Linked DNA regions of Mus musculus: all the other regions are linked to region 1. Evidence: chromatin contacts called from public HiChIP or PLAC-seq and promoter capture Hi-C data. All regions are on one chromosome and are shown on one strand. Each heading gives the region's core, a stretch centred on a gene start, on an enhancer-like site or on the middle of the called end of the contact. The rest is flanking DNA. Distances are from core to core; before and after follow the strand shown.

What was found. Promoter capture Hi-C pulls out the DNA fragments that hold promoters and counts their contacts. HiChIP or PLAC-seq counts read pairs in DNA pulled down with a chosen protein or histone mark.
Region 2: a contact with region 1 is called in a BATF HiChIP or PLAC-seq map of CD8 T cells, with 5 read pairs. The contact joins the enhancer-like site here to the promoter of Stat1 in region 1. A contact is called at or near these places in 2 of 39 promoter capture datasets (the C10 cell line and neutrophils), 1 of 484 Hi-C or Micro-C datasets (bone marrow-derived macrophages) and 6 of 115 datasets of contacts at active chromatin or transcription factors (the 230-238 cell line, CD8 T cells, effector CD8 T cells and 3 more).
Region 3: a contact with region 1 is called in a promoter capture Hi-C map of pre-B cells, with 5 times the contacts expected there. The contact joins the promoter of Mfsd6 here to the promoter of Stat1 in region 1. A contact is called at or near these places in 10 of 39 promoter capture datasets (the C10 cell line, the HPC-7 cell line, HPC-7-derived erythroid cells and 7 more), 1 of 484 Hi-C or Micro-C datasets (embryonic stem cells) and 7 of 115 datasets of contacts at active chromatin or transcription factors (astrocytes, bone marrow-derived macrophages, effector CD8 T cells and 4 more).
Region 4: an H3K4me3 HiChIP or PLAC-seq map of bone marrow-derived macrophages shows a contact between it and region 1, with 2.8 times the contacts expected there. The contact joins the enhancer-like site here to the promoter of Stat1 in region 1. A contact is called at or near these places in 2 of 39 promoter capture datasets (neutrophils and pre-B cells), 4 of 484 Hi-C or Micro-C datasets (B cells, Sertoli cells, bone marrow-derived macrophages and 1 more), 5 of 115 datasets of contacts at active chromatin or transcription factors (bone marrow-derived macrophages, effector CD8 T cells, extraembryonic endoderm stem cells and 2 more) and 2 of 9 other capture datasets (adipose tissue and liver).
Region 5: a promoter capture Hi-C map of pre-B cells shows a contact between it and region 1, with 4 times the contacts expected there. The contact joins the enhancer-like site here to the promoter of Stat1 in region 1. A contact is called at or near these places in 1 of 39 promoter capture datasets (pre-B cells), 1 of 484 Hi-C or Micro-C datasets (CD4 T cells), 4 of 115 datasets of contacts at active chromatin or transcription factors (effector CD8 T cells, embryonic stem cells, memory CD8 T cells and 1 more) and 1 of 9 other capture datasets (adipose tissue).
Region 6: a contact with region 1 is called in an H3K27ac HiChIP or PLAC-seq map of thymic regulatory T cells, with 5 times the contacts expected there. The contact joins the enhancer-like site here to the promoter of Stat1 in region 1. A contact is called at or near these places in 4 of 39 promoter capture datasets (the C10 cell line, neutrophils and pre-B cells), 2 of 484 Hi-C or Micro-C datasets (CD4 T cells and CD8 T cells), 5 of 115 datasets of contacts at active chromatin or transcription factors (acute myeloid leukemia, bone marrow-derived macrophages, craniofacial prominence and 2 more) and 1 of 9 other capture datasets (liver).

What each region holds. Positions count from the first base shown.
Region 1 is chr1:52,116,832-52,121,080 of GRCm38.p6, reverse strand. It overlaps Stat1 (signal transducer and activator of transcription 1), which reads right to left and starts at 1,643. Exons shown (of 25, transcript NM_009283.4): 1 at 1,458-1,643; 2 at 1,009-1,169.
Region 2 is chr1:51,512,175-51,516,153 of GRCm38.p6, reverse strand. All of the region lies in intron 3 of Gm17767 (predicted gene, 17767), which reads left to right. Among named protein-coding and RNA genes, the nearest start is that of Nabp1, 36 kb to the right of the region's middle. Within about 2 kb of position 1,548, at least 57 of the 459 cell types and tissues checked have an H3K27ac peak or open chromatin away from gene starts, as enhancers often do. A contact at or near this core is called in the 230-238 cell line, CD8 T cells, bone marrow-derived macrophages and 1 more, where this site is marked.
Region 3 is chr1:52,725,281-52,729,335 of GRCm38.p6, reverse strand. Mfsd6 (major facilitator superfamily domain containing 6) reads left to right here and starts at 2,018. Exons shown (of 6, transcript NM_178081.4): 1 at 2,018-2,313.
Region 4 is chr1:51,491,903-51,496,088 of GRCm38.p6, reverse strand. No RefSeq gene overlaps it. Among named protein-coding and RNA genes, the nearest start is that of Nabp1, 16 kb to the right of the region's middle. Within about 2 kb of position 1,963, at least 47 of the 459 cell types and tissues checked have an H3K27ac peak or open chromatin away from gene starts, as enhancers often do. A contact at or near this core is called in adipose tissue, bone marrow-derived macrophages and pre-B cells, where this site is marked.
Region 5 is chr1:52,651,324-52,655,168 of GRCm38.p6, reverse strand. It overlaps Nemp2 (nuclear envelope integral membrane protein 2), which reads right to left. Exons shown (of 9, transcript NM_001142647.1): 9 at 3,250-3,845. Among named protein-coding and RNA genes, the nearest start is that of Nemp2, 23 kb to the right of the region's middle. Within about 2 kb of position 1,623, at least 79 of the 459 cell types and tissues checked have an H3K27ac peak or open chromatin away from gene starts, as enhancers often do. A contact at or near this core is called in effector CD8 T cells, memory CD8 T cells, pre-B cells and 1 more, where this site is marked.
Region 6 is chr1:51,583,090-51,587,080 of GRCm38.p6, reverse strand. All of the region lies in intron 2 of Gm17767 (predicted gene, 17767), which reads left to right. Among named protein-coding and RNA genes, the nearest start is that of Gm17767, 12 kb to the left of the region's middle. Within about 2 kb of position 1,925, at least 138 of the 459 cell types and tissues checked have an H3K27ac peak or open chromatin away from gene starts, as enhancers often do. A contact at or near this core is called in CD8 T cells, acute myeloid leukemia, bone marrow-derived macrophages and 2 more, where this site is marked.

The DNA.
Region 1 (4,249 bases), core at 394-2,893:
ATTGTAATCCTAAAGGTTAAAAATTATAGCAATCCCTAAATTAAGGAAGTCTTGAGATAGAAACAAGTTACCTGTGACAATCATGTAACGGGATACACACCACTACACAATGGCACCACCACAATTCAGAGTGGGAGACTGTAGTAGCGCCAGACCTCTGAGGAAAGGTCTGTACTCTGATGGAGCATATGGGACTGTATGGATAAATACTTGTTTTCAAACACTCATGTGCAGGAATGAAGTCATGTCTGCTGCACAAATGCCCCTTCAAAGGATAATAAGGAAATGTCTACACTACAAAGCAAGCCGCCATTTCAAATACCATTGGAAAGGACTCCAGCCCACCACTGTGGCATGTCTGTAAACCTGAGACTGGCAAGACAGTCCTTAAACACCTGGCTCAGAGTCTGGAGTTGGCTCTTTCCTGTTTTCATGCCTCCAACAAACATTCTATCCTCCCGGTCTAGCCCGTTCTGCACAGACCACATTGTTTCCAACAATCTAGCAGAATTCCGTATAGATGGTACTTCTTCCTAAAACTGTCTATCCCTCCCACACATAACTTTCTTTGGCCTGTACCAGGCTGCCATTTGCACGGTTTTTAGCGCATGAACTTTCCACAGGAAGCTTGCTGTCTGCACGCATCAGAGCCTCTGAGGGGATATATTTTGCTATCAGCGTCCTCTGGACCCTACAGCGCCGGGCATATAGCCTAAGTGTTACTGAGCACAGAACCGTTTGTTCCGCTGAAACCTTGTATGTATCAGAAGGCGTAGGAAAGCAAAAGGCAAACCCCATGATGAACCTACAAGTCTGAGTCCTCATTGATCAATCAGGGCTCAAGTCATTCCTGCCAGATAAAAGCAATCTTCACCCATCCATTCACCTATCCCTAAACTTTTAGGTAGTGTTCGGGAGTATTTTAGATAGTGATTATACCATTAGTGGTTCTGCGGAACCTAAATACCACCTTTAAGTTTCAGAAAACCGGTAAGGGCTGATACATACTGAGATTCCAAATGCTTCCGTTCCCACGTAGACTTACTGGGCTGTCTCCGGGTGCAGGTTCGGGATTCAACACAAGCAATCACCACACACAGCAAGTTATATGCCAGTTGCATGCGCGGCGGCGTGGCGCCGGCTCAGGGTATGGAGCAGAGCTGAAACGACTGCAAAAAGAAGAAAATGTTACAGTGGTGGAAAGGGGCTGGAGGCAAGGCGAGCAAAGGTTAAGCGGGAAGGTGCAGTGTCTTCCGGGAGAAATGTCTATTGCACAAGTCATTTTACCCTAGAAGTGAGAACGGCAGGATAAGAGAGCCAAGCAGCGCCAAGAGTTGGGCAAGCGATCCGGCTCCTGGCGTTCTCTCTGCGGGATGACAGGTCACCTGTGGGCAGCAGACCCCAGGTCCGAGGAGAGGGCGCCCCACTTCCACCCGCACCCGCACCCGGATCCGCACCTGGCTCTCACTCACTCACTGCACGCAGGAGCTCGAGTCTGGGCAAATCTCTCTGCGCCGCTCAGCAGTGTCCCAAGTGGGTCTGAGGGGCGCGGTCCCGGAGGTCTCCAGGGAGCTTTGACAGACTCGGCGCTGAAAACCGAAAGTACCGGGCAGGAAAAAAGGCTAGAGGGCGTCCCGCCTCCTTCCGCCTCAGCCAATCAGCGGCAGAGATTGGCCGGCTGTTCCATCAGCGCACCGTCCCCCCCCCCTCGGCTGCTTGGCCTTCCTGGTCCGCGCGCTCCCTACCCGGCGTGCGAAACTTGGGGCGCCGCTGTGCGGTGCAAACCGCAGACAGGGGGTTGTGTTTACAAGGTTGGAAACTATAGGCTTGCGCAAGCTCAGTCTTGGAGATCCTGCATTAAGTAGGCGCATCACTGCGGGATTCAGAATTGGGGACTAGAGATTAACCTTCACGCTACTAAAGCCAGGGAGCTTAATTTACCAATTTGAAAACATTCAATACTTGCCTTTAACTCAGCAGCTACAGAGAACTTGCTCTTGCAGAGGACAGGGCTTGGATTTGCAGTGCCTGCGTAATGGTTCCCAACTCCAGTTCCAGGAGTCTAGTGCCCTCTTCGGACCTCCACTGACGTCAACCAAGCCTGCAAGAAGTACACATACACGCAAGCAAAACAAAAATGTCATGAAATAAAATAAATAATTCTAACTAATATGTTTAAGAAAAATAAAGCTTTACACAATTGACACCTCCATTACCGAAACTTTTGTCCCGCTTAGCCATCATGATGACAGGACCTCTTTGCTTCTTCCTTTCTCGCAGGACATCCCTCTGTCCCCCATCTCCATTATTAAACTACTAAACCAGAATGTGAGTCTCTTATCTACCCTTCTCCCGTTGTGCCTTTGATGACTGTCCCTGTAACTTCCATGTCCTGGAGCACTCCTAGATGTATACACACCCACTGCTTTCTTCCAAGTGTCACAGTTACCCTGTCCTTGGATATCTACTGAGTCTGTAAACCAACTGTACTCAAAACACAGGTTCCTCCTCATACCCCGTCTTAGTCTGGAACGGATGAGGGCCAAGCCATAGACGTTGCCCATTTAGTCCCGGACACTTGGTCCTCGAGCCTCGGTTGGTCTAGCTCCTGTTTCTACCTCTTCCACCACCCCGTCCTCTTACCTGGATCATTGCTGTGGCTTTTCTGGTGACTGCTTGACTTTGGCTTTTCACTCCCTTTTAATTTATCTGCCATACACTCATTTGGGTGATTTTTTTTTAAATCTAATTGCAATGCTGATCATGTCATGCCAATCTAAAAATTTCATGATGGCTTTTCTTGCTTGGTCTTAGACAATTCAAATTTCTCAATATATTCTCTAAAGCCATGTTCCCCTATCACTTTCTTTAATCTCAGCTTGTGCTACTCTGTTTTCATTGCTTAGTACAGCATTTTTATTCTTTGAATAAGCAAAACTCTTTCCCCAAACTCAATCTTCTCACCAGCAGTGTTCTCTTTGAAAAGTCCTCTAAGCCAACATCTGTATTCTCAAATTCTTTGAGGAGTCACTAACTCATGTTAAAATCTAGGATCAATTGGGTGCTGATGGCAGACAGCATTAATCCCAGTACTAAGCAGGCAGAGGTAAGCTGATTCCTGTAAGTTCGAGGCCAGCCTAGTCTAAAGAGTGAGTTCCAGGACAGCCAGGGCTACACTGAGAAACCCTGTCTTGAAAAACCCAAAATCAACCAACCAACCAAAGAACAAACAAAAACCCCTCAGATCAAATGTCACTTTTCTACATAGATATCACAGAGGACCAACTAGGTCTTCTTAGAATGCACACCTAGAGAATCAATTGTTTCCTTGAAACAGATGGAATTTGAATCATGCCTTGAACAGCACCACTTTAGTTGGCAAAAGATCTAAGTAATTTCCCAAGGATGTGTATATATGTGTGCACGTATATTATAGCCTTTATAGATGGATATAGTCTATTTTCTTGTCACACGTGCACCCTCACAAAGGCATCACAGAACTGACTCCTGGTCAAGATCGTCCACAAATGTCCCTGCCTTTCTTCCTGTTTGGTGGTTGTCTAATGACCCAATCACATTTGTTTATATTTTCTCTCAAGGTTTTCATATTTTTGAAGTGTCCAAGTCTTATTATCTGTAAGAGTTACAGTTTCTGGAAGGAAATCACTTTCTTATTTTGTAGGTACCACCGTGTAAGACATCAGCTGTTAAACTGGTCAGGGGAAAGCCTGTCTCACTATGTCTCAATCCTCCTCAAAGAACTACAGGCCACTGAGGAAACCTGGGAGCCGGAGTGCTCTTACCCAGGGAAGAGCGCGGCAATTTGTTATCCGGTGCCCCAAATGTCAGCTCTAAAAATATACAAACAAGTAGCACTATGCTAAAAGAAGAGATTCTCCTTAAGCTATGCACGTATAAGAACAATTAGTGAAAAAGGAAGGTCATGCTTGTGAAGGAGAGCAGGGAGGGGCAGATGGGAGAGCCTGGAGAGAAGAAAAAGAGAAATGTTCTAAGTATATTATATTCTCAAAGTTTAGAAGGTAAAACATGTAAACTAAAGCAAACAAAGAGTAACCACACCAAAACCAAAACAGAAACCTAGAAGAAAGAAATTTGTAAACACAGGATATTATCATACAACGTTGGACTTGGGAAACCGAATCTTTGTCACAATATCAAGTAGGCAAAAGATACAACACTAAAAAACACAATGCCATGTCTGGTGAATTATCATTTTTCTAATTTTTTT
Region 2 (3,979 bases), core at 299-2,798, 600 kb after region 1:
ATAATTATGATTAATGTGTAATTATATTAAGTTCAAAGCTACTAGCACACAGAAGAGACTACGTGTGTTTACCCATTTTGTGTAAGTAATTACTTGTAATAATTGTTCTGTTGAACAGATTGTCTTTAAAATAAATTTTAAACTAAACTACAAATACTTTGGTTTTGGCCAAGCTGTATTTGGTGAAGTTTCATTCGGGTAAATTGTTCTGATCAAATCAACTGCCATGGTTTCTGAAATCTGAGACATCTTGGCATTGCCTCTCACAGCTTGACGTGCTGACAGTGCACAAAGGTTCTGGAGTGGGAGGAGAAACTGATGCTTTCTGGAGCCAGTCTGCCTTCTGGAATATGTCCTTGTACCACACTAGGTCACTCTAATCTTTCAGGCATGAGCAAGAACCACACATTCTGCATATGCTCTGTGAGAAAGCAGACATAGTAGCAAGTTTGACCAGATGGAAATTGGACCAAAAATAAGTCCTTGTCCATTTCCTTGCTTTGTGTGACCAGTTAGTGCTTTGTGTACTGAGCTTTGTGGAGAGGGGAGGGGCTTTCATGCTCCAACTCATTCTAATCCAAGGAGATGAGGTATTATGATGTCGCTTAACACTGAAGTATCTGTGAAATACCTTTGTAGTGTTCCCCGAGAAGAAAACACGGGATAGGCCATCACTGCTGCTTGACACACTTGCCTACGACGGTTGGAAGGATTCTGGGCCAGCATAAAAATCCAAGGCCACATTTGTCACTGTGTTTTGAGCGTGTGTGTGTGTGTGTGTGTGTGTGTGTGTGTGTGTGTGTGTGATGCACTGTGCAGACTTTTGCTCTACTAACTCAAGTGCCATAATAGTCACAGAGGATCCACATCAAACCTTGTCTCCAGTTCTCTGTTTATGCCAACTAAATGTCCCCGGAAACTATTCAATTTTATCTCCCACAATTCTTGACATTTCTAAAAGTGATCTGCTCCAAATGTGAGCCACTTGCAGACACAGCTTCCAAGCCAGGGAAGCTATTTTTAGAGATCAGCAGCAGAACAGCCCATTTCGAGCAAGCATTCTGGTCCACTTCCAGTGTCCACACTTCTTTTTTTTCTTAAGGGCATTCAGCTGGTTCCCCAGAAGTCTAGATTCCAAGCCAGTGGTGAGTTTAGAAGAAGGTAACACCGGATCTGGAGTAGGTAGTCAGCTGGGAAACACTTGCCTTTACCTTGAAAGAGGTACAGCAGTTGCTACCATCTCTCCATTTTTGGAACCCTGATGTGTCTCTGACCGCCAAGTCATATTGCTACTACCAGGAGGATGAACCCAACCATGAGGAGGAGACAGAACTAGGGGGCAATGTATTCCTAGATTGAAGCTCTTATGAGTTATTTCTAGCTGTAAGCATCCTAACTAATAGCAAGCATGTGCTGATGTTTATGAAGTTCACTTGTGAAGTGTTACACCAGGCACTGAATTCTAGGAACAGGCTGGTCTAGCCCCTTGTTCTAGGAAACACACTTAAGTCATTTCCTAACTCATGGCAGATCAGAAATAACAAGTGAGAAGAGAAAGAAACAGGAAGACATGAAGCCAGAGCTAGAGTGCAGGGGCACCAGTGCAGGACGAGCTAATGCTGAGAACAGCGGTCCTTCTAATCTGGAGCCCTTGTGGGTGTCAGCACATAGTCCAAAGACTAATGCTTGGTGACAGCTGTGTGTCATCAAGGGAATGCTTTCTGTATGTTTTAGAAGGAGGATGGGACTGTGTACTGGCTGGTTTTGTGTGTCAACTTGACACAGGCTGGAGTCATCACAGAGAAAGGAGCTTCAGTTGGGGAAATGCCTCCATGAGATCTAGTTGTGGGGCATTTTCTCAATTAGTGATCAAGGGTTGGAGGGTCCCTTGTGGGTGGGACCATCCCTGGGCTGGTAGTCTTGGGTTCTATAAGTAAGAAATCTGAGCAAGCCAGGGGAAGCAAGCCAGTAAGAAACATCCTTCCATGGCCTCTGCATCAGGCCCTGCTTTCTGACCTGCTTGAGTTCCAGTCCTGACTTCCTTTGGTGATGAACAACAGTGTGGAAGTGTAAGCTGAATAAACCCTTCCCTCCCCAACTTGCTTCTTGGTCATGATGTTTTTTGTCCAGGAATAGAAACCCTGACTAAGACAGACCGGATAATGTTTAACAGCATTTCTTTTTTTTCTTCAAGACAGGGTCTCTGTGTAATAGCCCTGGCTATTTTGGAACTGGATCTGTAGACCATGTTGGCCTCAAACTCATAGAGATCCTCTTGCTTCTGCCTCCCAAGTGCAAGTGCTAGGATGAAAAGCATGTGCCACTACCTCTTGGCAGTAGTATTTCTTTGTAAATAAAGAAAAGGATTAAATGATTAAGAACATTGTCTGAGATGATACACCAAAAGTAAGCTCATTTCTTGAACAAGTTCAATGAACGCTGAATGTATGCGCTATATTAAAAGGTTGCTTCTCCCAGAGAACAGGAGGAGGCAAGGAAAGCAGCTCATTTCAGAGTCCCCATGAAAAAGCCTGGACAAGAAGCACATTTGATGAATCAGGACTTGATTTCGTGCTTCTGCAAGGCACTGCGCTTTGGTTCAGTGGCTTGGCAAGACAAGGCAACCTAAACTGTTTCCTCTGAAGCTGCCAGAAGGAAGAAAATAAGCAGCTTGACTGAGTAGAAGGGGGGGGGGGTTGAAAACTCCTAATTAAAATGTAAATGCTTCTCAGAGCCAATAGCTTGTAGACAATATATGTATATATATTGGAAAGATGGTCCACACTAAAACTGCACCGTGCAAAACAGGTTCTAAGTTTGCACAAAACCTGAGCCAACCTGTTGATGTAATTACCTTGCTGTGAAATTACTCAAGCCCAGTCAATTGAAGCCACGTGCAGGAAAACAGGTGGCTGTTGGGTCCGCTGAGGTCACTGACTAACACTGAGGGCTGCTTTACCAAGAAAAAGGAGCCAGAGCAGTTTGAAATTCATGAACAAGGTGTGGGGGGATGTATTGGGGCTTTCTGGAAGGAGTGGGCAATCTGTGAGCCCGTAGGTTGGTCCCACCTAATGGGCTGGGCAGGTAGCTCCACTAGCCCTGCTCTTCAGCTGCCAACCCAGTTTCCTTGGAGACCCAAAGCTGTGGAATGAGCTGTCCAAGAGTGCTGAACCAAATATTATGCAACTTAAGGTAAATGCTTTTCTAATTATTAATTCATATGTTGCTCTTAACATATGCTAACTTAAAAACGAGCACAGGAGGGGCTAACGTCAGCACTGTAAGGGAACCATTTCAACAGTGAAATGATTTTGCTAAACATGGAACTCGAGACCATTAGATTAGTGGTCTTCAGTGATTTGGTGTCTACTCTGGTGTTACTAGGAAATCATTATTGTTCTTAGTTAACATTTTGTTGGCATTGTTCTAAGTACCATGCTCCTCTTATTTCATCTTATTATCAGAACATCACAGGTACAAATATCATTGTTGTTATCTGTTTGTTTTTTGAGAAAAGGTCCTTCTCTGTAACCTGGGCTCTCAGTCTCTAGCTCAGACTGGCCTTGAACTTTTGGCAACCTCTTGTGCAAGCCTGCCAAGTTCTGAAAATACAGGACAGCCACTATACCCAACTGTGAATACAGTTATTGAGCCTGTTTTACAGCCAGAGAACAGAAAGATTAGAGATGTTATTTGTTTGGGGACACAGAATGAGAGAACTGCACAGGTCACCAGTCGAACATAGACACATTTTGATCGATTTCCACAGTAAAGCATTAATCACATCCATGGTTCCTGACAACAGTCACACCAAAGTCTTCTGTAACTGTCCTCCCGTCCTTTCTCCAAGGGACGTGGAATTCATCTGCCTTCTGATACGTAGTTTTGAGGGACGAAGACGGCTAGTAAAAATGGTGAGAACTTAATATGTTCATGATGTACGTCTGGATTAGAGGAAAGGCACACCTGATATTAGAGG
Region 3 (4,055 bases), core at 769-3,268, 610 kb before region 1:
CTGTCTGAGAAATGTAGATAAAATCCACAGCTACTCACCACATCAACATGTGATCTTCAACAATAACTAACCAGGGACTTGCTCCTCTGTGCACCATAGAGCACGTACATGCTATATCTGATTTCCACCTACTGTCTGTTACCAGTCCCTCTTCTGCAACCTCACCTCTGGTTTGCGGCAGCTGGGAAGAATGGTACAGCTGAGACTGGGCAACTATGAGTCTTTCATGAAACACTCCACCTGCTTTAACTATCCTGTAAGTGTTAGCCTGGCCCTTCCCTCTGGTTTCTTGCCAGGTGATTTCAACATCTATCTTTTCAAGTCTTTCTGGGGAATGTTCTCTGGGACAGCCTAACTGGCCATGTATCTGGAGGCTAATTTCCCATATCACACAGACTGGACCCTACAGAAGGGTAAAAAAAGTGTATGTGACAATGGTGTTGAGTGACAGATCATGTTTGCTTCACGCATATTTATGTTTTAAAGAGATTTTTATATTATTTTTAAAATTATAAGAAATTTAAATAAGACCCAGGAGATACTGTAAAAACTGATAAGTTAAAAGCATTATGGTTGTGGGGTGGGGGTGGGGAATCCCTGCTCTTACAAAGCCAGTTTGCTTTCTGTAGGTCAAACATTAGCCCCTCTTCCCAGGTCCTTTTTCCTACAAAACCTCTCCTCTCACACTTGATACAGTAGGATCTTCAGGCACTTTGTTCTCTCTCTCTCTCTCTCTCTCTCTCTCTCTCTCTCTCTCTCTCTCTCTCTCTCTGTCTCTCTCTCTCTCATTTCCTTAATGCATGGACAGATCAGGAGAATGCTTGCTTTCTTTTTCACTTCCGTACTGGCTGGACAGATCAGGAGAATGTTGTCTTTCATGATAGCCCAACTGGGAACTTGAAGAGCTTTTCATTTCCACACAATGAGGGATCCAGCTGTCTCCAGGTCACACCAGAGCAGATATGTCATCCTTTGTACAAATCACCTTTATAATTTTCCTCTGAAACGCTAGCAGATACCGTCTTTGTTTAACTTCCACGTCTCAACATTTCAAGTGGTCTGTAATAAGGCGTATTGACTGCAGAAACTGTCCCTGGAAACGGGGGCTGAGCATCCAGCAACTGTATATTTATACTTTTTCATAAAGAAGGGCTTCACAATTTGAAGCGTCAGGGCCTATAAAGTGCTCTTTAGTAATGTCTTATGATGCAGAGCCTGGATTTTCTTCTACTTGTTTGTAATTTTGAACCTAGTTAACTTTCAGTCTCGTTTTGTAGCTGTAACAATAGATTAACATTGCTTACATCTATAGGATTCAATGGTATGTAAACAATGCTTCCCATGTAAGAAACGAATGTTCCTAAATGTTAGCTGTCATTATTGCTGGCTCTGGATTCTCTGCTCCCCATCACAGGCACGCACATACCCTTGTCAAACCAAACCTGTATACAATCTACTTGCTATCTGAATTTAACAAATGATACAGCTTAATTCTTAGAGTAACACCTGTGCTCAGGTCACTTCTTCATTAAGGTGCCATGTTCAGATGCTGTCTGGGTTCCAGAAGCTCCTGGAGCGAGCACTGTCTTTCTCCTAGCTGTTGTCTGCGGGGTCACCCGAGGACAGTTTACCAAGGTTGTGCCTAGAACCAGACAGCATGCATCTCATCAGCAGAGTTAGCTTTGAGGGTGGCACCTATTAAGTTCTGGAAAACTGATGGCTGTCACCACCCCTAGACCAGGTTGTTATTTACTTTGGGCTTCAAGTTCTTTCCAACACCCCATCAGAGATTAGGGAGTAAAACACCGCTCAGCCCGAGCGCAATGGGGTGTGGCGGAACGGGGATGGGGCATCGCCCACCTCTTCACTCTTTAGAATATGTCACGGCAGCCGGGGCTGGATACCGGGTCCCCCGGGCGGCCCCAGAGGGCGGGAGGCCGAGAGGAGGCGGCGGACGCATCCGCCGCCGCAGGAGGCGGAGCGCTGCACCTGGCGCCCGGTTCTCCAGCTCAGCCCTGAAACGGGTCCAGCCGGTCGGGAGCGAAGGCGGCGGCAGCGAGGCCAGGCCTGGGACCAAAGCGGCGAGGAGGAGCGGACAGAGGGGTTGCGCCGGACTGCGCCGGGCCAGCGCCATCGCTCGCCCCACCCGGCTTGCATCCAGCCGTCGCGCCCGCCGCACCCCCGGGAGAGGAGCTAGCCACCCAACCGACATGCGGCGCTCTGGCCTGCCCGCCGCCGCCCCGGCGCCCCGAGCGGCCGCCCCGCACCCCGGGGACAGGGCTCCCCGCGCCTCGCGCAGCTGAGCGCCTCCAGGTGAGTGGGTCGGCGCCGCCCCGGGGCCCCGGATCCTCCTCCGTGCACCTGCTGCGGGGTGGGCGCCGCCCCGGCCCGGGGCCTCCGAGCCTATCCCGCCCTCCCGGGTGCCGCCTGTCATCTCGGGGTGCAGGACAGCGGCGTCCCCCGCGCCCGCAGCACTTCCGCAAACGTAATTGGAGTCGGGAAAACAAAGGCGCTGCCCGGGAGCCCTTGGCCGCCGCCCGCCCGCAGCTGCTGCAGAAGGTGGGGGGCGCGGGTGGGCCCCGCGGGCCCAAGCCTGTCAGAGTCCGGTCCCGGCGTCGCCTTGGAGGTAAACATCCCCGGGAGAGAGGGGGAGGCGAGCTTGTCTTCATGGCCCTTGACAGTGTCCCCCTGTGTAGCAGGAGGAAACTGACATTGTCTGCCTCCCCCGTGGAAACAAATACAGGGGGCGGTACACCTCTTCCCGGGCTGCTACCTCCTTAGGAGAAATGTCCTACGGTGTGCGTGCGCGCTGAGCACTGAGCTTCAACTCAGGCTTGGGTCCCTCGCTTCACAGAGACTACCAGGTAGAGGAAAGATTCAGATGTAGCCCCTCCTCCTCCCTTTGCCCCTCCCCACGTGGTCTTGCCCGTGGATTACCACCCTTAAGTCTGGCACACTGTGCGTTTTGATTCTCCCACACGCCTGCGAAACCACAAACATTCCCTTTCATCAAAAAAAAAAAAAATTAATAAGCATGCCTACACCCACTGGGACATATAATACCTGCCAATCCATCGTAGAAATAACCTTGTGGAGTTGAAGTTTCAACTCCCAACCAGTGTCTAAGTAGTTTTGTGTCCTTTGGTTGTTGTTACATCATCCCAGGCTGCAGTTTTCTCACACAGAGAAAAAAGATGGATACAAGATGATAGTAATCCAGTCAAATCTCCTTTAACCTTGCTGGAGGTTCACGATGTTGTGTGTAGTTGTGTGTGATATTGTGTGTGATATTAGGTGTAGTTGAAAGTAGGCAGCATACAGTTTATGTGCTACCAGCAGCACTGTAAAAGAGAACATTGGGTAGGTCCATGTTCTGCACAGAGCATTGCTTCCTTGAGACCAGGCCCTAGCCAGCTAAAAGTGTATGCATTATTGATGCCCTTATGAAGAAAAGGAGGAGGATAAAATCCTTTGCATTGGGAAGCTTGGCTCTGACACCCAATACTTGTCATTAGCATATGTGGAAGATTTTTTCATTTGATTGGTGATGAGTAAGGGTGATTGGGCGTTTTTCACAGGTTGTGAGTAAAAATTCACAATATTAAAAAAAATTGCTTAGGAAAAGGTTGAAACATTGTTACTACAATGCAAGACACATCTGGAAAGAAAAAGGGGTCTAATTTTAAAAAAATGAATTAAAACTATTAAATATTTTACAGTTTTCCAGGCTATCTATCAAGGTAAATATAAAACAAGAAGGTAGACTAAAACAGAAACAAAACAGTACATGTCTGGTGGTCTGGGTATTGAGTCATCACCAATTCTATGCAACATATATACATACATATACATAATACACACATATACATATATGCACATATTTATATCTATTATAATATATAGTACATGTGTGTCTATATATAAATAATATATATGTTAAAATACACACACACACATATATATGTATATATATATATAAAACTTCTGCATTATCTTATAGTAATATGGCACTTTTGGAATTCTTATGTTTTTAAAGGCACCATTCTGGAGCTAGT
Region 4 (4,186 bases), core at 714-3,213, 630 kb after region 1:
AGCTTTCTGCTTGAATTTTGAAAACAGGATTAAATAAAGTCAACCATAGGTCAGGAGGCAGAGCAAACAGTTGACAAGAAGTGAACATAGGATTATTAAGGAAAAGCATACTCGTGCTCCTAAAACCTCTCCGAACTCATTGGTTCACCAAGCTGTATTTAATAGAATGATTTTTTTGGTCTGTTTTTTGTTGCCCTATCTAAGGTGACATGTTAGCTATGACAGTTATGATATGACTACACTGAGAAGGCCAGCAGAAAGATGTGAAATGTTCATAGCTCAGTGGAGAATGAAAAAGAACGACATAGTAAGAGAATTCCTAACGTTGGAATACCCACAAAATAACAATCTGAGCACACTAGTGAAATGAAGGGAAATATAAACCAGTTAAGAGCATGGTTGAGGGAATGAATATAATTGTGTCTGGGGAGTGGGACTATACTTGAGAAAGGTGCTTAAGGCAGTTGGTTTAAAAACATAATTTGTAGAAATGTTTCATTGTTAAAAATAAATATTGTATAACTTCATTAAATATAAAATGTCAATCATATCAGGCTCTGGAATGGCACCTTGTGTGCAGACCCAACTCTTATATCTTATAATCTTATTATATTATATAATTATATATTATATATAATAAATAATATATATTATATTATATTATATTATATTATATCATATCTTATTATCTTAGTAGTTGTGCAACATTGAGTACATCATTTAACTTCTTTCAGCATTAGTTTCCTAACCTCAATAGTAATGAAGATGGTGATATTAACTTGCAAAGGGTGAAGAGATAATTGAATGCATAATATTCATAAAGGCCAGCACTGTTTCTGGCCTTTGAGGAGTTATTTCACTTTGTTTCTTGCCAATCACCTTTATTTTATTTGTGTGGTTGGTCCCTGGGTTATCAAATTCCCACTATGTTTCTCATCACAACAACTTCCAGATATTACCACTAATTCTCTTTGATGGGAATTATTAGTACTCCTGAGTATATGAAAAAGTACCTGAATACCTGGTCAAGTATCAAAAACAGAGACAGCATCCTCCTAGCTGAATGTGTATGGTGAGATCCTAGAGCACACTGAAAACATTTACAAGTGATCCATTTCCCACCTTGTGCTTTCTTGCCTGGGTTGTGAGTGTTTGTGTGTGTGCATGCACATGCAGTGGACACAAATAGGATCTGAACTCAAGTTGTCATTTTTGACCCTCTAAGACTATTGTTCTTTGCACTGCCTTATAAACTGGCAGTGAGTTGCTGTATTAAATTATTTAAATCCCAGCTCAGGGCTTCTACTCTGCTCTGATCATTGAGTTCCTGGATGAAACACACACACAGCCTTTATGTTTTTATAAGCCCTAAATAGCACAAAAGCTGGGCAGCTGCCTGCCCTCCATGCTGTTATAATCTACTTTCCTATCAATAATATTGAGTTATTATTTACTGTTTACTATGTTTCATCTGGGCTGCTCTTAGCTCCAATTGGACAGCCCCCAGGACCATGCTCTCTTGACCCTTATCCCACAGTGGCTTCCTCTTCCTCCTCCTCCTCCTCTCCAGAATATTCTTCTTCCTCCTTCTTCAAGCCCACAAAGCCTAAAGCCCATCTATGTTCTCTTCTGTCCAACTATTAGCTGTTGGCATTGTTATTTACCAATCAAAATTCTCTGGGGGCAGAATACTTAGCTAGTAGCATCTACCTGTGGACTCTTATTTCTGGGGGGGGGGGGCAAATAAGCACTAGAATACAAGCCGCATCAGGCCAACCCACTACAGTGAGCGAAGAACAGTTTCTTTAGGCTCAAATCAGGGACATGAAAGTATAAAATAGACAACCTTTAAGTTTCTGTGAACTTCAACTTTCTATGTGTTACTGAGGCATGGTACAGTTCCGGCCTGTTTCACTAGCAGGATTTATCCCTTCCGTATAGGGAATAAGGATTCCACAAAGTGTCAAAGTGCATGTGGTTGTGAAGTGCTGTTCTCTTGCATGCAATTTTCACTTCCTGTTCTACCCATACGGAGCAAGATACAAAATTGCTTTGAGTTTTATTTTCATTTTTTGCAATGACTTGGGATCTTACCTAGCAAGAGGCACAGAAGCTTATTATAGATTTCCCAAGAAGCTGAGCAGTTATGAAACTCACTGGGCTCAAAACATCCTGAGGGCATAAGCTTTGACCGGACAAGACAGCCCATTTTCAACAATGGTCTTGGTAATTTTCTAGATAGAAATGCAGCTGTGGGCCAGTTGTGGTTTTGGTTATGGATTATATCCGGGGCTGAGGTTGGACATTCCAAAGATTTGCTTCTGCTTTAGCTCCAGAGAGTCCCTCAGCAAACCATACTCAGCCAGCTGTTGAGGAACCACAAACATACCCTGTGGACGCTCAAAAGTCTGAAAACTACCTTGCTGCTTGTAAGTTTCAAGCTAGACAGAGATCAGAGATCAGAGATGGAGCTAGCCCTTTGCTTATGTCTGGCTAAGTGTGTGTAATTGACTGTGGCATCCATTTTACTCAAGCATTTTACTCACTGACCTCACAGCATTTAGGCAGAGGCACACAGTCTGATGGTTTGGGACTTGAGAAATAACCCCTCTGTGAAACACGACTCTTATTCAAGGTTTAAACCACCAACATGCAATCTCAACATTTTTTTAAAAAGAAAATCTCAAGGAAACCAGTTGGTCTTAGTATTAATTATATTTTAAAAGATGCAATCCGAAGCAACCCTCATAAGTACCCTTAATCAATGTCTGAAGACTGTTTAATGCATTGATTAGAAGTTCCAGATCCTTGAGCACGCTGCTACTTAATGAACCATTAAGTAAAGTTAATTATTATTAATAGATTGCAGACTTGAAAATCCACCCTGACCTTCATTTCCCCATACATTTATAGGGGATTAAAAGTTGGAAGAATAACGCTTTCATCCCTAGTACTACCGGAGAGCTAAGTTCCCTCCATGCACATGGCAAATGTGTGGTGTAGTGAGTGCCTTCTTCCCCATGCCATTCTGCCCCGACGCCATGAGACAAGCACTTTCTTCCCAGCCTCATGAAAACATAGCCTATAAAGAATATACTAACGCCAGTTGAAGGTTTGTCTGTCTAATTTGCTGTGTTCTCCGAGGCAAGGGACTTTGTTCTAGTAGTTCTTGGAACAAATGAAAGACTATCATCAGAATTCACCCTGGTAGTTGGCATGTAAAAGAAGGAATGGCCCCAGTGGTAGATCTGCGAAAGCTCTTAGTAGAGTGTTTGGCACATAGTAGGTACTCAGCAAAGGTTAGGTTTTATCTTCTTTAGGTTTAATATTTTGGGGGGAGCAAATAATTTATTTTTATTTAATGTGTTTTGCCTATCTGTGTGAGGGTGTCAGTTCTGGAGTTATGGATGGTTGTGAGTTGCCATGTGGGTGCTGGGAATTGAACCCAGGTCCTCTGGAAGAGCATTCAGTGCTCCTAACCACTGAATCATCTCTTCAGCCCAGCTGTTAAGTTTTAATAGTATGCATAGTTTTCATGCAGGCTTCTGCCCATATTGGTCAAATCCCCTGGAACTGTAGTTAAAGGAGGTTGTGAGCCACCTGACGTGGGTGCTGGGAACAGAACTTCCTCCTGAAGAAGACTGCCATCTTGATGATTCCTTTTTTTTTTTTTTTTTTTTTTTTTGTTTTGAGCCATCTCTCTAGCCCCTAGTTGTTTTCTTACTCTAAGTTTTTCATCATGGGTCCCTGTTCTTATCTACCAGGAATAGTGACTGGGCTTTTATTGTTCATTCTTGGGGCCCTCCACAGTCCATGGCTTTGGGTAGTTGTTTGGAACTTATTCAGAGTCTATTAGCTTCAGCAGTGGTGTAATACACAGTCAATGTTCTCAGAGTTCCCAGGAACCTGTTGACTTTGCTCAGAGAGTGAACAGAGAGGATCTGGGGCCAGTTAGTTGTTATATTGCTGGGTGATATGAGGATTCTTCTCCTGACAATGTTCACATCTTGGTTCACATAGTGCCAGTGATATTGGCTCAAATGAGCCCCGATTGCTTGTTCTGGCAATACAAGCAAAGCTCTAAGGAAGTGCAGGATTTTAGTTGGGGCAGCAGGGTTCTGGTGTAATGAGTGGAATGCATAATTCGGAAGTGATTTTAGCCTGCTACGTAAGTGGTTCTCTTTTT
Region 5 (3,845 bases), core at 374-2,873, 530 kb before region 1:
GACTCAACTCTTGCTAACACCAGAGCCCTGCCTACCACCTTCCCATCCTAGTGGGAGGGAAAGCGTCCACGGTGGTACAAGACATAAATAGCCAAGCCATGAGTTCTGTGTGCCTGAAACCTATGTGTGTTTGTTTCTATTCTTGATTTCTAGACATTCTCTAAAACCTTAAATCAGCATCCCAAGCAATAGCCTTACCAATAAAACGTCCTGACAAGATTGTAGGCTACTTTTGTTGTCCCAGTATGAGTGCTATGGGCTGCTTGTGACTCTTACAGTGGATATGTACCTACTGTGTCTCTGAGGATTTCTATCTTTTTTTGTTTGGTTGGTTGGCTTTATTGTTTGTAGAACATGATTTTAGTATTTTCAACTGTTAATATTCAACAAACAGAATCATTTTAAGATATATTTTGTTGTATTTCATTTCTGATTTTATTAATTTAGATACTGTCTTTGTGCCCTCTGGTTAGTCTGGCTAAGGGTTTATCTACCTTGTTGATTTTTCTCAAAAAAACAGCTTCTGATTTTGATTCTCTGTAGAGTTGGTTTTGTTTCTACTTGGTTGATTTCAGCCCTGAGTTTGATTATTTCCTGCCATCTACTCCTCTAGGGTGTATTTGCTTCTTTTTGTTCTAGAGCTTTCAGGTGTGCTGTCAAGCTCCTGTAAGCTCTCTCCAATTTCTTTTGGGAGAACTTAGAGCTATGAGTTTTCCTCTTACAACTGCTTTCCTTGTGTCCCATAAATTTTGGTATGATGTGTCTTCATTTTCATTAAATTCTAAAAAGCGTTTCATTTTTTTTCTTTTTTTCTTCCTTGACTGAGTTATCATTGTGTAGAGCATTGTTCAGCTTCCACGTGTATGTGTGCTTTCTGTTGTTTTTATTGATATTTAAGACCAGCCTTAGTCTGTGGTGATCTGATAGTGTGCATGGAATAATTTCAATCTTCTTGTATCTGTTGAGGCCTGTTTTGTGACTGATTATATGGTCAGTTTTGGAGAAGGTACCATGAGGTGCTGAGAAGAAGGTATATTCTTTTGCTTTAGGATGAAATGTTCTATAGATATTGTTAGATCCGTTTGGTTAATAAGTTCTGTTAGTGTCTCTGTTTAGTTTCTGTTTCCCTGATCTGTCTATTCCTGAAAGTGGGGTGTTGAAGTCTCCCACTATTATTGTATGGGGTACAATGTGTGCTTTGAGCTTTAGTAAAGTTTCTTTTATGAATGTGGGTGCCCTTGCATTTGGACCATAGATATTCAGAATTGAGAGTTCTTCTTGGTTGATTTTTCATTTGACCAGTATAAAGTGTCCTTCCTTATCTTTTTTGATAACTTTTGGTTGAAAGTTGATTTTATTGGATATTAGAATGGCTACTCCAGCTTGTTTCTTGGGACCACTTGCTTAGAAAAATGTTTTCCAACCTTTTACTCTGAGGTAGTCTCTGTCTTTGTCACTGAGGTACATTTCCTGTATGCAGCAAAATGCTGGGTCCTGTTTACGTAGCCAGTCTGTTAATCAATGTCTTTCTATTGGGGAACTGAGTCCACTGATGTTAAGAGATGTTAAGGAAAAGTGATTGTTACTTCCTGTTATTTTTGTGGGTTTCTATCTTTAAACCACTTCCTGTGATGCAAACTGTCATGCAAGACATCACTTATGGGAAGTCTGGGGGCCTTTACTTCCTTAAGTTCTGCAAGAGCACTTGGATCCAAGTTAGGTGACTCTGTGAAGGTGAGAGTATGATTATGAGAGATGATTACTGGAGAGGGAAAGGGTGATTTCCCATCCAGACATCCTTCAGTGCATTGAGACAAGACACTTAAAACTCTAAACCACTCACGTAGTTTACACAAAAGCTTTAATAACTCCCTGACACAGAACTTCTAAGCCAACGGACATCTGGGAAAGTGATGCTTGTATGAGAACAGGAATTGGGAGGTGAAAGAAAAGTTCTTTTTCAAATCAGAAATCATATAGCTTAGGCAGGGCCAGCTGTGGCTTATAAAAGGGAGCAACTTGCTGCTGTCTGGGAAAATGTGAGCCAGCCCAGGTGAACATCTCATCTGGTTCCCATCTGCCCTGGGCCGCTAACACACTCGCCCTATTGTAGCTCAAGATTAGACCCAGATTTCACAGGGCAGCTTGGAGACTTCATAGTGCTTGGGTCAAGAATGTGGGCCTGGGGCCAGAAGTCTGTCTGGACTGAAGTGTCAGCTTTGCCAGTCACAGTTTATATGGGCCTAAGGCCTCCTGGGTAAAACTGAGGTTTCAGTGAGAGACTTGATAGTACAGAGCCAGGTAAATGTGTCTTCTGAGATAGACTCTGCTGGTTATGTGAGTCTCAGTGCCTTTATCTTCTGCCAGCTGCGATACACTGCAGATTGCCTAATGGGAGACAGGTCTAGAGAATGGAAGTCAGGTATGAGTCAGAGGCTAAACTGGCACCTCATCTATCCATGCAGTGTCACCCAGTGGGGAATCTGTGAAGGTAGCTTGCTCACAGGGTCATCTGAAGACATCTGTCTTGCTGCAGGCTTCATCAGACAAGCATCCCATGTGATTTATGTGTAGGATTCCACTGCAGGTTAGACAGAAAAGCCAATCCAAAAATGACACATCTAATTGTGGGGAATCCCCAAATAGAGGATAATGTGAGATCCTATTTGGGCGGTTATTGATCAGCATCGCCTCTGGATCGTAACTATGTATATGTTCAGATATATTGATACAATCCATCAGATATCCTAAAATCTGTAATCTCTTACATTTCTAGATATTTTTAAAAGACATAAATTCAAATATTTTCCTGTCACATGGACACTCCCCTAAAATTCAGCCCTAAATATTATTGGCAAACTACATAACTAGTTCACAAAGTGTCTTTGTGCTTGTAAACTGTGTTTTAAAACCCTTGAAAACTAGCATTCAAATGATATGATTTTTTAAACCATTTAAGTATAGCCACCTACGCTGCTTCTCACCCACACATTTGGTGTCAAACAGTCCAACTTGCTTCAAACAGGGTGCTGTTGGGAGGCATCTGCTGTAAGCAAGGGCACAACGAGGGTTCTGCTGTGTGTATGTGCATGTCTGCGAAGGTGTGAAACATAGCTGCCATTGAAGGACAGTCAGTCATTGGCTGCTTCAGAAAGAGGAGGAAGGTCAGAAGGGAAGGACTGTACACTGCTTGGTGGGCATTAGAAATGTCATTGGTCTTTGTCATACACACTGACTCGGAGCCCAGGGAACATTTCACCAGAAATGTTTTAATTGTTTAGCTTCTCACAGCTCTCACATAGCAATCTGACAGATCCATGATTCTTTCCAGAAATGAACATGAAAAACAGCTCTCTCAAAAGACGACCACTGTTTTCATTGTGGGTGCACGGGCTTGCTGGTGCTGGGAGCTACAGCTTCACAGTGAAGTCCCAACTGTGGGGTTGTTCTGGTGGCTCAGGGGGTGCTGATGTGCCAGACACACACAAACACATTCTATACTAGGCAAGCTGTGTAGTGAGAGGTGAACATGGCAATGCCCAAGTACTGACACACCTGACCTGTTACAATGCCCAGAAATAAAGCTACTGAAAAAGAAAACCAGATTAAGCTGTGGCAAAATGTTACAACTCCTGTCTATTTTTGCAAAATAGTTGCCAAAATGACTAGAAGCACATTGTTTACACACAAGTGTTCATGCCTGTGTGTATGTGCATGCAAACTCAGAGGAAGGTACCAGGCTCCCTGGGACTAGAGTTATGGATGGCGGCAAGCTGCCATGCCACTCAGATGCTGAGGACGAAACTCAAATCCTCTGTAAGGCTCTTTTTAGCCACTAAGCCATC
Region 6 (3,991 bases), core at 676-3,175, 530 kb after region 1:
GCACCAGAAGAAGGTGATAGATCTCATTACAGGTGGTTGTGAGTCACCATGTGGTTGTTGGGATTTGAACTCAGGACCTTTGAAAGAGCAGTCAGTGCTCTTACCTGCTGAGCCATCTCACCAGCCCTGTTTAAAATGTTTTAAGACAGTCTCACTGTGCAGCCCTGGCTGGTCTAGAACTTGTTATGTAGACCAGGCTGGCCTTGAATTCACAGGCATCAGCCTACCTTAGCCTCCCAGCACAATTAAAGATGTACACCACCACACCTGGCCTGAGTTGTTTTCTTCTCATCATGAACCAGTAGCGCCTCATCACCTGAGGCTCTGTAGAGGCCCCACAGTTCTGTTCCTCAGACTGTAAGGTCAGCAGTCGCCATGTAGCTGGCCCTAGTGCACTCATGGGAGCACTCTCAATTCATACTGTTCTGGTTGTAGCCTCTGTGGCTTCACAGAGAGCAGAACTTCTTCTCTTGGGGTTTGATGAGTCTTAGATCCTGCCAAAGATGAAAATACCTTGTCTTCCTCTTGGTCCTGACAACTTTTTAAAAGTCTAGATCTAGTTTTCCTGTCTTAAAATAATGGGTTAACCAGGGACAGTCCAAAGAGTCTGAGGCTTTGGCTGGCAGGAGCTCTGTCCAGACAGTTGAGCTAGACCAACCACACAGCCTGAAGGAGAACCTAACATAGATTTATTTTTCCTGTCTCATCTTGTTTGATTGATCAAAGACTTAACAATGAAGATTTGGATGTTACTTTCTAATGCTTGGTTCTCAAATGAAAGTTGAATAAAACCTGACAGTTGTGATGTCTTCCAAACTTTTAAATGGTGATTCTAATTCCTCATTAGCTCCAATGCACAGCCTTAGTTTTACCATGCAACAGAGAATAAATAAGAGGTACACAGAAGTCTTCATAATGCTTAGACTAAACAATGAATGCCTACTGAATATTGGATATTCTATGTTTGGAATTGTAGACACAGTTTAACAGAAACTTGTTATTCATAGCAGGAGTAGAGACAACACAGGAAACATCGTCCGGGGCATCAACTTATGTTGGTCTTTTACAGTTAGAATGAACACCTAGGCCCAATTCTTTTATCATCTAGGAATGCCTGGTGGGAGTGGGTATCTGATAGAGAGATAAGACTGGACTCCTAGGAGAGCTGCTTCCAGATGTCAGCTGGTTCCTTCTTCTTCTTCTTTTTTTTTTTTAAAGATTTATTTATTTATTATATATAAGTACACTGAAACTATCTTCAGAAACACCAGAAGAGGGTGTCAGATCTCCATCATGTGGTTGCTGGGATTTGAACTCAGGACCTCTGGAAGAGCAGTCAGTGTTCTTAACCACTGAGCCATCTCTCCAGCCCCAGCTGGTTCCTTCTTACACTTTGATAAACACCAACAATTTTGCCAAATGGTATTCTTAAAAGTCTGTTTATTAGTATTTCATGAATCTATTGTTAACATTGATAATGGTAACTGTGGGTTTGTTGCGTGTTTGTTCGGGCATGGCTGATTTGCAGACACAGGGTTCAAGAGTCTCAAAGGTTCAGATTTGGTCAAATGTTAGCCCTTTGTACCCAAAATGTTGGTAAATCTGCCACGATAGTAAACCTTTGATGCAAAGAGCTGTCAGAGAAGCCCAAATGGGTGGAGATCTGACCTTATCAGGCTTACAGGACAATTTCTATAGCAGCTTTCTGTGCCTTCCCCCTGTGTATATGACAGAACTCCACCCATGTCACAGCTTTGTCACTGTGATAAAACATGTGACATACAATATAAAGGAGGACAGGCTTCTCTGAGTTCAAGGTTTCAGCCCAAGGTCAGCTGGACCACTACTTCTCAGCATTAGGTGAAGCAAAATACCACAGTGTTGAAAGCCTGTGACATAGGAGGCCCTTTACCTTACAGCTGTCAGGAAACAGAAAGACAGGAAGTGGTTGGAGCTCCAGCATGCTTCAAAAGGCCCAACCCCAATGACCTATTTACTCCAACCAGACCTTGCTTCCTAACGTTTCTGTCATTTCCTGCTAGCTGCCACAGCTAGAGACCAAGCTTTCACACATATACCTCTGGGAGGCATTCCAGATCCAAACCACAACACCATCTGCGACTTGCTTACGTTGTACCATTATAGCTGGGAGCAAGAATTGAGAGGAAAAAAAAACCACATTCCTCCAGGTTCTGACCTACCTCTGGTTGTTTAAACTGTGTGACTTAATTGTTGCTCTGAAGCACCAGGCTCAGTACCTTGCCCATCCCTCGGCTTTGGCTACAGGACATGTTTCTGCCTCTGTGAAATGTTCATGATACATAGCGTGCTTGGGCTGCGTTCATTTAGTGAGGCTTCTCCCCTCATATTTCCTGCTAAGACCATGGCACAAACAAACTCTAAGTGGCCCTTAGAGAACTACGGAACAGATCAGCATCAACCTACTGCTAAGATTCACCCAGCTGAAATCAGTTATGTGGGTTTTGTTATTGTTGCTGTTTTTGTTGTTGTTGTTGTTGTTCTTTGTTCCTGTTAGGTAGTAATGAATGACAGGCATATAGATTACCAACCTTCAATACCCCTAACACCTGATAGCAATGAGCGTTCTTATCACATTAGGTTTCTGGCACTTTGTAAATAGGATCTTTTAAATTCTTACAGCTAATCTGGGAGCAAAGTCCCCACATACCTACTGTGTAGATCAATCAATCAGAGCTTTGAGATAAAAGTAATTTGGCCTAAATCACAGAACGGGGAGGCACAGAACCTGAGTAAGTGCCACCCAGTTTATAGAGCCCATCTTCTATCTTCCATTTCTCAACAATGCTCACTCTGTCTGACTTGCTCAATTGAACTGAATTGAGCTATCCATGTACTCAGCAAGAGGGTCAATCCAATATATTTGCCCGTTCAACACAGATGAAAATAGTGCAATGCATCAGTGCACTAAGGGGTAGCCTAGGGATGTGTAGGGTCAGTATGCTCCTCACTGTCAGACAGATAAGCCGCATGTTCTAATTTGATTATGGGTGTGTGGGCTCTAGATATGCTTCATATCTTGTTTGCTTTCATTCATCTTGCCCTGTGTATATAAACAACTCTAGACAAAGGAAACATCTTTAGAGGAATGCGTATCTTTTAGAGTGTGACCAAAGCCTTTGGTTGCATATCTCCGAGGCTGACAATCATTGAAATGTCAGTACCACCAACTTTCAGAAATACACCTAGCTGTGGCTGGAGAGATGGCTCAGCAGTCAAGAGCACTCATATTCTTCCTGAGGACAGAGAAGAGTAGAGCTCCCTGGACCACAGCTGGTGATCCACAGCTGTCTGAATCTCCAGCTTCATGGGTCTCTAATGTCCTTTTCTGGTCTCTTCAGGCACCTGCATATATGTGGCACACAGATATACACACATACACGTACACATAATTTTAAAAACTTTAAAAATTTCAATTACTAAATAAATCTGTGTTGTTCTCTGACAGTGTGTCACTAGACCAAAAAGTTTGAAAGAACAAAATTACTTTACTCTTCTGCAGGGGAAAACCAATAGGAAATAATAATTCATATTAATAAATATCATTAAACTCAGACCATTTCTGAATTTTAGAATAAAACTAATTAATCTACTGAAAGAACAGCAAACCAGAAAAGATTAAAAATTATAATTAAAGAATGGGAATGACATTTACTATCGGAGGCATCTGGCCGACTATCTGAGTAGTACACTAAATAAAGTGAATTACTTCTACCATAATAACAGTATTTGCTATAATACAATGGCAAGCAAGAAATCTAATTGCAACCTGTCAAGGATTAAAAAAAAAAAACCCACCATGGTTATAATGTGGAAAATGCAGAGAGAATAGATATGATCTGTATTTTTAAAAGAACAGGGTAATGCTGCTATATAGTTTCATTTCCAGATATCAGGATTTAATATAATAAGAAAAGACGGAGAAATGAAAATTGGGGAGACTTTGAATAGG